3 separate regions of the Mus musculus genome follow, and regions 1 and 2 are each linked to region 3. The links are chromatin contacts, called in public HiChIP or PLAC-seq maps. All regions are on one chromosome and are shown on one strand. Each heading gives the region's core, a stretch centred on a gene start, on an enhancer-like site or on the middle of the called end of the contact. The rest is flanking DNA. Distances are from core to core; before and after follow the strand shown.

The links. HiChIP or PLAC-seq counts read pairs in DNA pulled down with a chosen protein or histone mark.
Region 1: a contact with region 3 is called in an H3K4me3 HiChIP or PLAC-seq map of embryonic basal ganglia, with 3 times the contacts expected there. The contact joins two enhancer-like sites. A contact is called at or near these places in 1 of 15 datasets of contacts at CTCF or cohesin (the NIH/3T3 cell line) and 3 of 115 datasets of contacts at active chromatin or transcription factors (T-cell acute lymphoblastic leukemia, embryonic basal ganglia and large pre-B cells).
Region 2: a contact with region 3 is called in an H3K4me3 HiChIP or PLAC-seq map of embryonic basal ganglia, with 4 times the contacts expected there. The contact joins two enhancer-like sites. A contact is called at or near these places in 1 of 484 Hi-C or Micro-C datasets (bone marrow-derived macrophages), 5 of 115 datasets of contacts at active chromatin or transcription factors (T-cell acute lymphoblastic leukemia, acute myeloid leukemia, embryonic basal ganglia and 2 more) and 1 of 9 other capture datasets (embryonic stem cells).

What each region holds. Positions count from the first base shown.
Region 1 is chr10:39,670,558-39,674,170 of GRCm38.p6, forward strand. All of the region lies in intron 2 of E130307A14Rik (RIKEN cDNA E130307A14 gene), which reads right to left. Among named protein-coding and RNA genes, the nearest start is that of Gm16364, 59 kb to the left of the region's middle. Within about 2 kb of position 2,219, at least 83 of the 459 cell types and tissues checked have an H3K27ac peak or open chromatin away from gene starts, as enhancers often do. A contact at or near this core is called in embryonic basal ganglia, where this site is marked.
Region 2 is chr10:39,550,855-39,554,045 of GRCm38.p6, forward strand. It overlaps Fyn (Fyn proto-oncogene), which reads left to right. Exons shown (of 14, transcript NM_001122893.1): 13 at 533-664. Among named protein-coding and RNA genes, the nearest start is that of Gm40627, 38 kb to the right of the region's middle. Within about 2 kb of position 1,742, at least 79 of the 459 cell types and tissues checked have an H3K27ac peak or open chromatin away from gene starts, as enhancers often do. A contact at or near this core is called in embryonic basal ganglia, where this site is marked.
Region 3 is chr10:39,208,095-39,211,324 of GRCm38.p6, forward strand. No RefSeq gene overlaps it. Among named protein-coding and RNA genes, the nearest start is that of Gm31562, 35 kb to the right of the region's middle. Within about 2 kb of position 1,782, at least 67 of the 459 cell types and tissues checked have an H3K27ac peak or open chromatin away from gene starts, as enhancers often do. A contact at or near this core is called in embryonic basal ganglia, where this site is marked.

The DNA.
Region 1 (3,613 bases), core at 969-3,468, 460 kb after region 3:
GCAGAGGCAGAGGCAGGAGGATAGTAGTGAGTCTGAGGTCTACCTGGGCTACATAGAGAGACTGTCTCACTGGGTAGAAAATAAGCAAAGATTTGGGGAAATACTGGTGATACAATGTTTTAAAAAAGAATAAAATAATGTATAAAGTGTGATAACTATTCAGAAATACACAAAGCAGCACACAATCTCACACACTTACTTTGTGTCCAGTATTAGATGTGTGAGGAATGTGTGTTCCTCACCTCACCTACACTTCATATGGCGCTTACATGTAGGTGCTGCTACTTCCTCGCATCGCACTGATGAGGAGTCTGAAGCACAGAGAGGCTGTGATTGGCCCGACAGAACCTGTTCGCTGTCCAGAGAAGACTGCAGAACATACCGAAATGGTAACAGCAGTCCCGGACGACGGCCTACGGAGGATTCTTGGATCCTCCTGTTGAGCTTTCAGTGTTTGCCCAAACATTCGCCATAGGATATTGGCTTATAATTAGGGGGGAAAAAGCTGCTGTTTTAAAAGAAATAATTTCTTGTAAAAGGATATGTAAAATGTGCCCATTGTTCAAAGCTATACTGAATTGTTCAAACTACTAGTGACGCTGTTATCTCTCGGCAGTAATATTATTGTGATATTCACTTAAGCGTTCTTGCTTCTTTGTAATCCACTAAGTTTGTATGATTAAGTCTTTAATTCAGGCAACAGTGACCCTCTGCTTTGTTGTACTCTTATAAGGGAAATATTTAAAAGACTTGGACCTCATACAAAAATCTACACGGCCGACCTTTTAGAAGGTTCTACCCAGCCACCCCGCTGACTAGATTCTGAAGTTACCTTCTTACTCACAGCACTCTGGCCCCTGGATTCCCCTGCCTTCCCTCAAACATGCCAGACTGATGGCTCTCACAGACCTTTACAGGACCTGATCCTCTGCCCAAGGGGAGGACTCTCTTCAGACTCTCTGCAACCTCACAGACACCATCTCCTGTACCCTGATTTTCTTCACAGCAGCCATCAGCATCTGGGGCAGCTCTGCCTGCCAAGAGTGGCTCACTTTCCTGAACATGTGGTATGACTACACTTTCTGGCCCTCTGTAGCTGGCTGTAACCCTATGGCTTCTTTTGGCCCTGAAAATGAGAGACATGCCATGTATCAGTTATAAGCTTTGAGAATCCGTGTATCATTTGATATTCTCCCTAAGACTAGCCTTACCCCCTGGTGGTTCTCTGGATGGCCTGGGTGCCATGTGGAAGTGACCCAGAGGAAAGTCCCTCCTTCTGACCTTCAGTGACCACTCTTTGATGAGGACTAAAACTTTTTTTTGCTTCAACCTCTGAGATACAAGCGTGTTTACTGCCACCAACCAGTGTAATGTACCCTGACTAACATATTTATCTGTTTTCTGTCTCTCCTCTTTAAATTTTTATCTATATAAATATAGGACTCAGCCGGGCGTTGGTGGCGCACGCCTTTAATCCCAGCACTCGGGAGGCAGAGGCAGGCGAATTTCTGAGTTCAAGGCCAGCCTGGTCTACAGAGTGAGTTCCAGAACTGCCAGGGCTACACAGAGAAACCCTGTCTCGAAAAACCAAAAACCAAAACCAAAAAATAAATATAGGACTCTGTTCCCTGCTGCATCCCCAGTGTCTAGAATAGTGGACACAGGTTCTATTCTCAGCATTAGCTGGACAGCTGCATGAACCATGGCTTGATCACACTGTGTGAGACAGGAGATTTAACAATGGCAGGTAAATCTAACCCTGTAAAGATTAATTCTACAGAAATGTCCATTCAAGCTAATGGAAACCCATTTCAAGATCCCAGGGTCTAAAAGGAGAACTCACCTTCAAGTAACAGAATATAAAGTGGCCCAAACTGTAAGGATAAATGGAGATCTAGCACGAAGCTGGGGGTGTGGGGGCAGGTGTCGGTGACAATCTAACTAACAAGGATTAGCAGTGTTTGTGTCAAAGCTGAATGCTGCTGTGGTTCCCTTTCCCGGTGTGGACATTAGCATTCGAAATGAATGGAGCTTCACAGAGCCAGGATTTTCTCTGCCCTTATCATAAACTGGCCTGTGAGCCCCTCCGAGGACTCCCCCTAAAGCTGTGTGGGCTTTTGTGAGCTGCTGCCCTTTCATGGGCTTCCTCCTCATGTGCCTGCATTGGGACAGGGATAATGCATTTCCTGTATCATGTGGCACAGCACAAGGAAACTCTTTGTGTCCCTACAGAGGAAGAGTCCATCTGTAAGTAGTTTTTAAGAGTGTACTGAAGGGTCTTGTTAGGGTGACTTACTCTCCCAGTTAGATTTGGGTGATGGAGTGGACCACGTGACAGACATGCATAATGAGCTGCTTCAGCTGCTGCCAGTGGGAAGCAGGGACTGTGGAGTGAGAGTCTCACAGTCATTGAGAGCAGGACCAGTCAGGAGAGGTGAGCCTCCTTCTGAGTTGCCTTTTCCCACTGCCACAATGTTCCAGTGTTATGAGGCTTCTGCGTTTACTGGTTTCTCACAAAGCAACTGCCTTTCCAGTTAGTTCCTAATTCAAACTGGAAATGCATGATTTCTGTGCAGTTCCCTAAAGAGCAAGCATTAGCAAGATGGGTCGGCAATCATTCACGAAATGCATTTGGAAGGAGTCTTTCCATGTTTTGTCATGAAAACAGGAAATGCATCTTATCCCAGAATGAGAAGGCTGGATCTGGGTTTGCCTTTTCCAAACTATCTCTTTTCCTCCTCCTTGTATTTTCTTTTCTCTATTCCAATGATTCCCTTCCCTCTCCTTATACACTAGTAATTAATCTCCTAATGACTATGACAAGGCACATCACTGGTTGCACACTTTCTGTGGGTGGTACACAACAGTGACTTACAAACTTCAAACCACCGGCTCACAACTCTATTACTGAAGTGGCCCACCTTGAAGTTAACTTTGGATGCGTCTGGTGGTGCTGAGGAAATGGGCGAGGGGGCGGCTAACGCAGCCATTCTGCTCTGACCTGACCTTTGATGTGACAAGTTCATGGATCAATGATACATCTGATAGCAAATCCAAATCCACTACAGCTGCTGAGATGGCTCAGAGAGGACTGTCAGGAAAAGGACTGACTGGGTAGGAGGCAGGAACTGAGTTGGACCTTCAGGCACAGGTATGTTTTAGGTGTTGAAAGCGCAAAATACTCTATTAGAGATCAGAAAAGTGTGACATTTTGACTGACTTCAGCTTTTTTTGTGACACCCATCTTCATAGCCTCAGTTTTTCAACTAACTACACATGTCAGCTACATAAGTCATCTAAGGAAGGTTTTTAAATAGTCATCAAATGTTTGTAATTGGCAATTAATCACAGCAAAGATTACCAAGACTCCACAGCTGTGAGCTTTATGCTGGCTATAAAGATGGGGGAATTATTTGTCCAGTGTACCAATGAGTGTCGCAGATCAGTGCTGCAGAATGGGAGGAAAACAGAAAATAGGCTCTGAGAAAGGACAGCACAGGCTTCCAGTAGCTTTGGAGGCCTCCTTTGGACACTTTAAAGTATGTCACTTTCACATTGGTGGCTTTAGAGACTTTTTCTTTATGGACAGAAAGCTGTCACTCTACAAAAAGTC
Region 2 (3,191 bases), core at 492-2,991, 340 kb after region 3:
AGGAAGAATACCACTAGCCTGCCTTGGGCTTTGAAACCCCAGAGCCCACTGACACACTCCATCCATAAGGGCCACACCTACCCCAGCAAGGCCACACCTCCTAATCTTTATAAGTAGTGTCACTGCCTGCTGACTAAGCATTCAAATGCAGGACCCTCTGGGGGCCATTCTTATTCAAATCACACACACACACACACACATGCACAAATCAGGAATCATACTCCAGACCAAGCACATACCATTCAGTGTGATCATGGAATCGTGTTCAGAAAGCTAGCTAGCTCTTCTCTTTACTGACATACAAGAGTTTTGAAGTCCAACTCTTTGAAGAAAGATTTAAAGTTATTTGCTTAAAGTCACTGAGCCAGGCCCAGGGCATAATTCATCGCCACACCCGCTATTCCTTCACCATCTTCTTCCTGTTCTCGTCCCCCAACCTGTCCCCTGCAGATGACTTTCCAATACTTCGTCTTCCCTCTTCACCCCAGTGTAGGATCTCCGGCTCGTGAGTAACCGCGTCTCCATTCTGCAGGTGCGAAGTTTCCCATTAAGTGGACAGCCCCCGAAGCGGCCCTGTATGGAAGGTTCACAATCAAGTCTGACGTATGGTCTTTTGGAATCTTACTCACAGAGCTGGTCACCAAAGGAAGAGTGCCATACCCAGGTAAGGACACAGACCCGAGAAACGGTTTGTCTGTTGGGTTCTATTTTAACTTCATTTTACAGGAGTCTTGCCCAGCTGCCTTTCTAAGCCCTGTGCTCAGCCTTCTGCCAAGGTATTTAGCCAGGGGAATGCAGAACTCAGAATTGCCGTGACCTGTACACCAAATTCAATGTGCTAAGCAGCTGGTATAAATGTTCCAGTTCCCACAGGTCATGGAATTTGTCCTGTCTCAGTAGGTGCATGTGTCATGGCTCCCACAGCAGAAATGTCCCTGGCAGAGCCTGTGCCCAAATGGAGCTTGTAGACACGTCTGGGAAAGGGAAGGAGAAAGGGTCCTGTTGCCTTTTGATCTCGTAGCACTGACCCACAGAGCAAGCCTGGCAGGAAGATGCCCGTCCTGTTCTCTCTGAGGCTCCAGCCCCAGATGGCCCCAGGCGGAGGTGCAGGAAAGGCAGTTTAGGCTGACCAACCCATTCTCTGCCTGTGGCTGAATGGCCAAGATACACAAAATGGAGTGTATTATGAGGGTGCGGGGGCCTCTGGGAGCCTGCAGTTGTTCTGGGCTGTCAGATGCTCCCTCTGTGAAGAAGCTGTGGGTTAAGGTTGCCCATGCTTAAATTCATTAACTTAGCCAGACGGAGACATAAAGGACACGCACCATTTCGCCTCCACACTTTACTGGTTTCAGGGCAGGGACGGTCTGCTTTGTGAAATGTTAAGGACATATTTTTCAGTTACTGCTGAGCAAAGAAAGAGCATAGCTGGCTCACTCCCTTCATTCCCTGCCTCTTAAAAAGGGAGAAAAGAAAAGGCCCACAGTGATGGCACCGATAGTAGAGATTAATGAGGAATGTAGGGCTCTTGCAAATCCTGGGCTTGTAATCATATCTCTGCAGTCAGAGGAGCCAGCGAGAGCCGATTAATTTGTAATCCCTTTGTTCATTTTGTCTGATTGTTTCTGGTCATCATCAGAGAACAGAGAAGTGTTCATAAAGAGCCCCTCTGTCTAGGCTAGTACAGCCTCAAGACCTCTAAGGGAGGAAGATTGGCACTGAGGCAGGATTCACAAGTGCCAGGCTCTGAAGCCCCAGCCCAGCATTGGGAGGTGTGGGTGTGTGCGTCTTCTTTATTGCTGCTGCTGCTGCTGCTGTGGCTGCGGCTGCTGCAGCGGCTGCTGCTTCCGGCATGCACAAGTGGGCAGACACTCTGGGAATAGTCAACTGGCAGAGAAGAAAGGGCTGCCCAGGAGGGGGTGGGGCCCAGCAGGGGTGCTTTTGAATTGCTTCTCAAGGATGAAAATATACCGTCTCCAGGTTTTAAAAGTGAGAAGGCACTTTTTAAAAATTATTATTGTCTATATTTTGAACTAATTTCTTCCTGATCTCCCCAGGTTTATAGACACCCGGTGTGTTAAAAGCAATCACAGGAAAAGGTTAATGTTGTTTTGCATTTCCGTGAAGCTTTCTCTTACAGTAACACAAAGATGCTTTTTGTTCTTGGGTCACACACACACACACACACACACACACACACACAGAGGCCAAGACAAAGAGGTGGGTGTGGGGGCTCAGAAGAGGAAGTATTTGGAGACCGGGGTTTTGTCAGGTTGGGTTTTAGCACAAAGAAAATAACCTAGGTTTACAAGTCTGAGTGGATGCCTTCACTCAGCATCATTTTGTGTGGCCTGGCCTAGCATTTGTTCCCTTGGGAAGTAGCACAAATGAGCCATTCAGCTCTCAGGTGGCACTGATGAGTTCCTGTCCCCGAGCAGGTACTATTCGAGCTGGAGGGAAAACCATGAGCCACTAAATAGTCCTGCCCTCACGGAGCGTTACTGCGGGAGAGTGTTTGTGCCGTGCTTATGGAGGGGAGGTTACTTAGATGGGCAGACTGTGTGTGCTCCCCGACCTGAGTTCTCATTATATATATGGCAGAATCGGGGACACAAGATAGCCCTTCATTGAGAGACCCATGAAGAGAGCAGAGGAGTTAAGTGAGAACTGGGTCCAGCAGAGTATGTGTATTTACTATGCCTTCCATGACTGCAGCTGCCTGCAGGGGCCATGGGCAAGGGAGAAGGCAAGTAAATGAGACCATGGAGAGCAAGAGGCTCGCTCACGATGAACAAGATGTGTCGTCCTGCCTGTCACCCGGAAAAGCTGCAGAGACTGTAGGGAGGGTCTGAGACGATGGATGAGGTGACGTCCTTGATGGCCTTAGAAAGGGGACCGAGCCAGTTGTGAGGGGTCTGTGTGCTGCCGTGAAGAGCCATTGGAGCCTGGCAGGTTGACTTGATGGCCCAGAGAGCTGCCTGCAGCAGAGAGGCCATTCCAGACCTGTTCTCATAGCCACGGACACTGCTTAGTTTTATTTTGTAACTCAGCTACTCAGTTGGGCTTCTGAAAGTGACAGAAACTCTAAGGGAGGAGCTCCTGCAGAGACATTATAGTTACAGGGTTGCTAGCCTAGCAGAGGGTAGCACTTAGCATTGTCCACATGTCACCATGGTTGTCGCTGTGGCCCAGTC
Region 3 (3,230 bases), core at 532-3,031:
TTCTTATGTTCATGTGTTCCTACAGTCTCCATTTACTTTGATCCATTGGTGGGGGACCTTTCTACTGTTAGAAATAAATTCTTCATCAACCTGAGCTTCATAGGTAGTGCTGGACTGAAGATACTGTATTTTCGGCCCCAAGAGGCAGGCATCTTACTTCTGAATTTGCAATCAAAATAGCATCATTGTAAAGGGCCCCCCAGGGCAAGGCACAGGCTGAAAAATCACCACTTTTCACAATATGTACGGACATAGGGTGGGATCTGGGCAGATCTCAACAATAAGCAAACTTTATTGCTGGAAAGGGCTTCCATTAGAACAGAGCCTTTACAAGCTCAGTGGTTCTGACTTTAGTGTGCTTAGCTTCACCGCTGGGAATGTTTCAAACGGAAACCCAGAAGTGAAGATCGATCTCTCTCTCTCTCTCTCCCTTCTTTCTCTCTCCAACCTTCCTTCACCCTCATCTCCCCAAGAATAAAATTCATCATGAACTAGATATTGAAGAGATGCTGTGCAAAAACCTGATAAAGAAAGATGGGCCAGAGAGAGACAGAGACAGACACAGAGACAGAGAGACAGACACAGAGGAAGAGACAGACACAGAGACAGAGAGACAGGCACAGAGAGGCAGAGACATAGAGACAGAGAGACAGGTACAGAGAGGCAGAGACATAGAGACAGAAGAGGTGGGCATAGGGAATGGAATCACATTCCCAGAGTCATCTCAAATGCAGCCAGGTGTTGGCAGTTACAGGGACAACTTGTCTAATCTCATGAGTGCTGCGCAATGCTCTGAGGACTTATTTGATGTTGAAATGTTTTCTTGAGTAAGAGTCACAAAAGGAACAATTATTGCCTGGCATTGCTTCACGTTTATGAGACTGGTATAGTCATCACATGCACAGGGCAGTGAGCGCATCTCTCTCCCTGTGTTCTCTCCAGGATGACTGCTGCCCTGCCTCGTGTTTAATTAATAGCATTTAGTATTCAAGGAAGGAAAGAGGAAGAAAACTTTAAGGAGATTTTCCTTTTAAAAAAAATTATGTTTTAGGAATTCCTAAGAAAGGTTTCCAACTTAGCCATTCTTTGAAAAAGCATCCAGTTTCAATCAAATCTCCTTAACACATCAGAGAACACTTACGAGCGGCATTCTGGGGCTTATCAAGATGGAGCTAGCTCCAAAAGGCCAGGGACATTAGCTGCTGAGTCAGCCAACAAAATCTCTGAGCCAGGATGGACAAAACCAAGCCCAGGGTCCACAGAGTGAGCCAAAGGGCCCTGGGATATTTGTCTTCCAGCTTCTATCTGCAGTGTTCCCGTTGCTATGGGGACAGAGCCCATTGGAAGGGAGAGCTATTACATCCATCCCTGGCTACATGTGGAAATGCATTGCTTTTGTTGTTATTTTTTTTTTCTTTTTTGTTTTTCAAGCTGCACCTATAATTCCAACCAACAGCTCAGAACACCTATACCCAACTAGGAGCAGGAGAACTCACACTTGGCTCCTTTCTCGAGCACTGTTTTCTCTTTTCAGGAGAATGATAAATCATAATCAGGAACGGGTTGTGAGACACAAACTAATCCGCCACTCCATGTCGTTGGCAGTATAAATTCTAGGAACTCAGCAGGGCAGAACGTTGGCTGTAAAAGAGCTGGAATCCATCTGTGAAACGTGCCCCATGCATCTGGAGCCAGGTCTTTGATAATCTTAGAGCCCACGGGTCCAGTGTTCCACTGTAGGTCATACTGTTACAAGCAGGCTTAGCAGGCTCCCTGCCTCCCCCACCAGCACAAAGCCAGGCTGCTGGCCTCCCAGACTTCCTAATGGACTCTTTTTGACCATCCAGATATATTCTCATTTAAATTCAAGGACACACACCCACAGGCTGATCCAGGAGGGGAGGGAGGCTTACCATGAATTGAATAATACATGTGGTAAAAAACAACACCAGCCCTTATTTGCAAATGAAAGAACACTAGAAATTATTTCTGGTGGAAATATAAAAGATTAAATTCAAGCAGGGAGTGGGAGAGGATGTTTTTCCTTAAAATCCCTCAAGAAGCCACCCCATTGTTTTACTTGTAAAAGACACAATCTGTCTTGAGTTGGGAATTCAGTGGGCAGCAGAACACTGGCCCTAGGGGAGGTTGCTAGGCCTCCTTAGAGGGGAGTTCAAGGGGGTAGGGAGAGAGCTAAAAGGGGGTCCCCATAATGGTAAGTCAGCTTAGCATCCATTTTCCTTCCTTTGCTGGTTTTCAATTTTCTGTCATTTTCTCACCCTCATGCTACAGAGTCAAACCCATTATACTGTGTGAGACACCATCATCTCTGGAGATGGGGGTAGCTTTGGCACATGATCTAAGTCATGAGATGGAGCTGTTAGACTCTGTTCCCCTTTCACCAGTCATAAGATCATGGGAACTAACCTGGAGCTGCCAATGCCTGGGGATTCATAGCTCAGCCCACCTGAAAACCAAAGCCAACTGAGTCAGGGAGTGAGCATCTCTAACTTATGTTATGCCAGGTGCTCTAATGAACACCTGAATCTGTCTATTTCTGAAACTAGACTGCCCTGGATCAGCCCTTATGTTTGTTACTGTACTGTTTACTTTTCTATTGCTGGGATAAAACACCATCATCATGGTAACTTATAGATGAGTTTATTTGAGCTTACCATTCTAGAAGGCTAGACTCCATGATGGCAAAGTGAAGGCATGGTGTTGTTGCAGGATATTTGATCACACTGGGAACCCTGAGATTGTGTTGTCTACTGGAGAAACCTGTTTCTAGTTGTGGTGTGGCTCAGCCTTAGCACACACCTTTAATTCCAAACAATGAAGGTTAAGTTAGTTTGTAGAAGGAAGCACTCATGTTTGAAAGTGATGTCTAATTGAGCAGATGACAAAGTAATGAATCAGAGAAAGATTTGACAGAACAATACATGCCCAACTCTCATGAGAACAGAGAAAAAACAAAACAAAACAGAGGCTACTTAAGATAAAGCAATGCAATGAAAGGAAAGGAGAGAGGCCAGTTTTACCAGGACAGTTGTACAGAGATGGCTGCAGAGAGAGAACAAGCTAGACATAAGTGAAGACAGAATGAGCCAAAGAAGGAGAAGGAGCCAGAAGATTACAACATATCGCCAAAATTAGTATGAGGCAAAGCAGATCAATTCAGGAGAAGCCAAGAGAAGCCAGATTGAATCAGTCAGTCAGGAGAGGAGTTT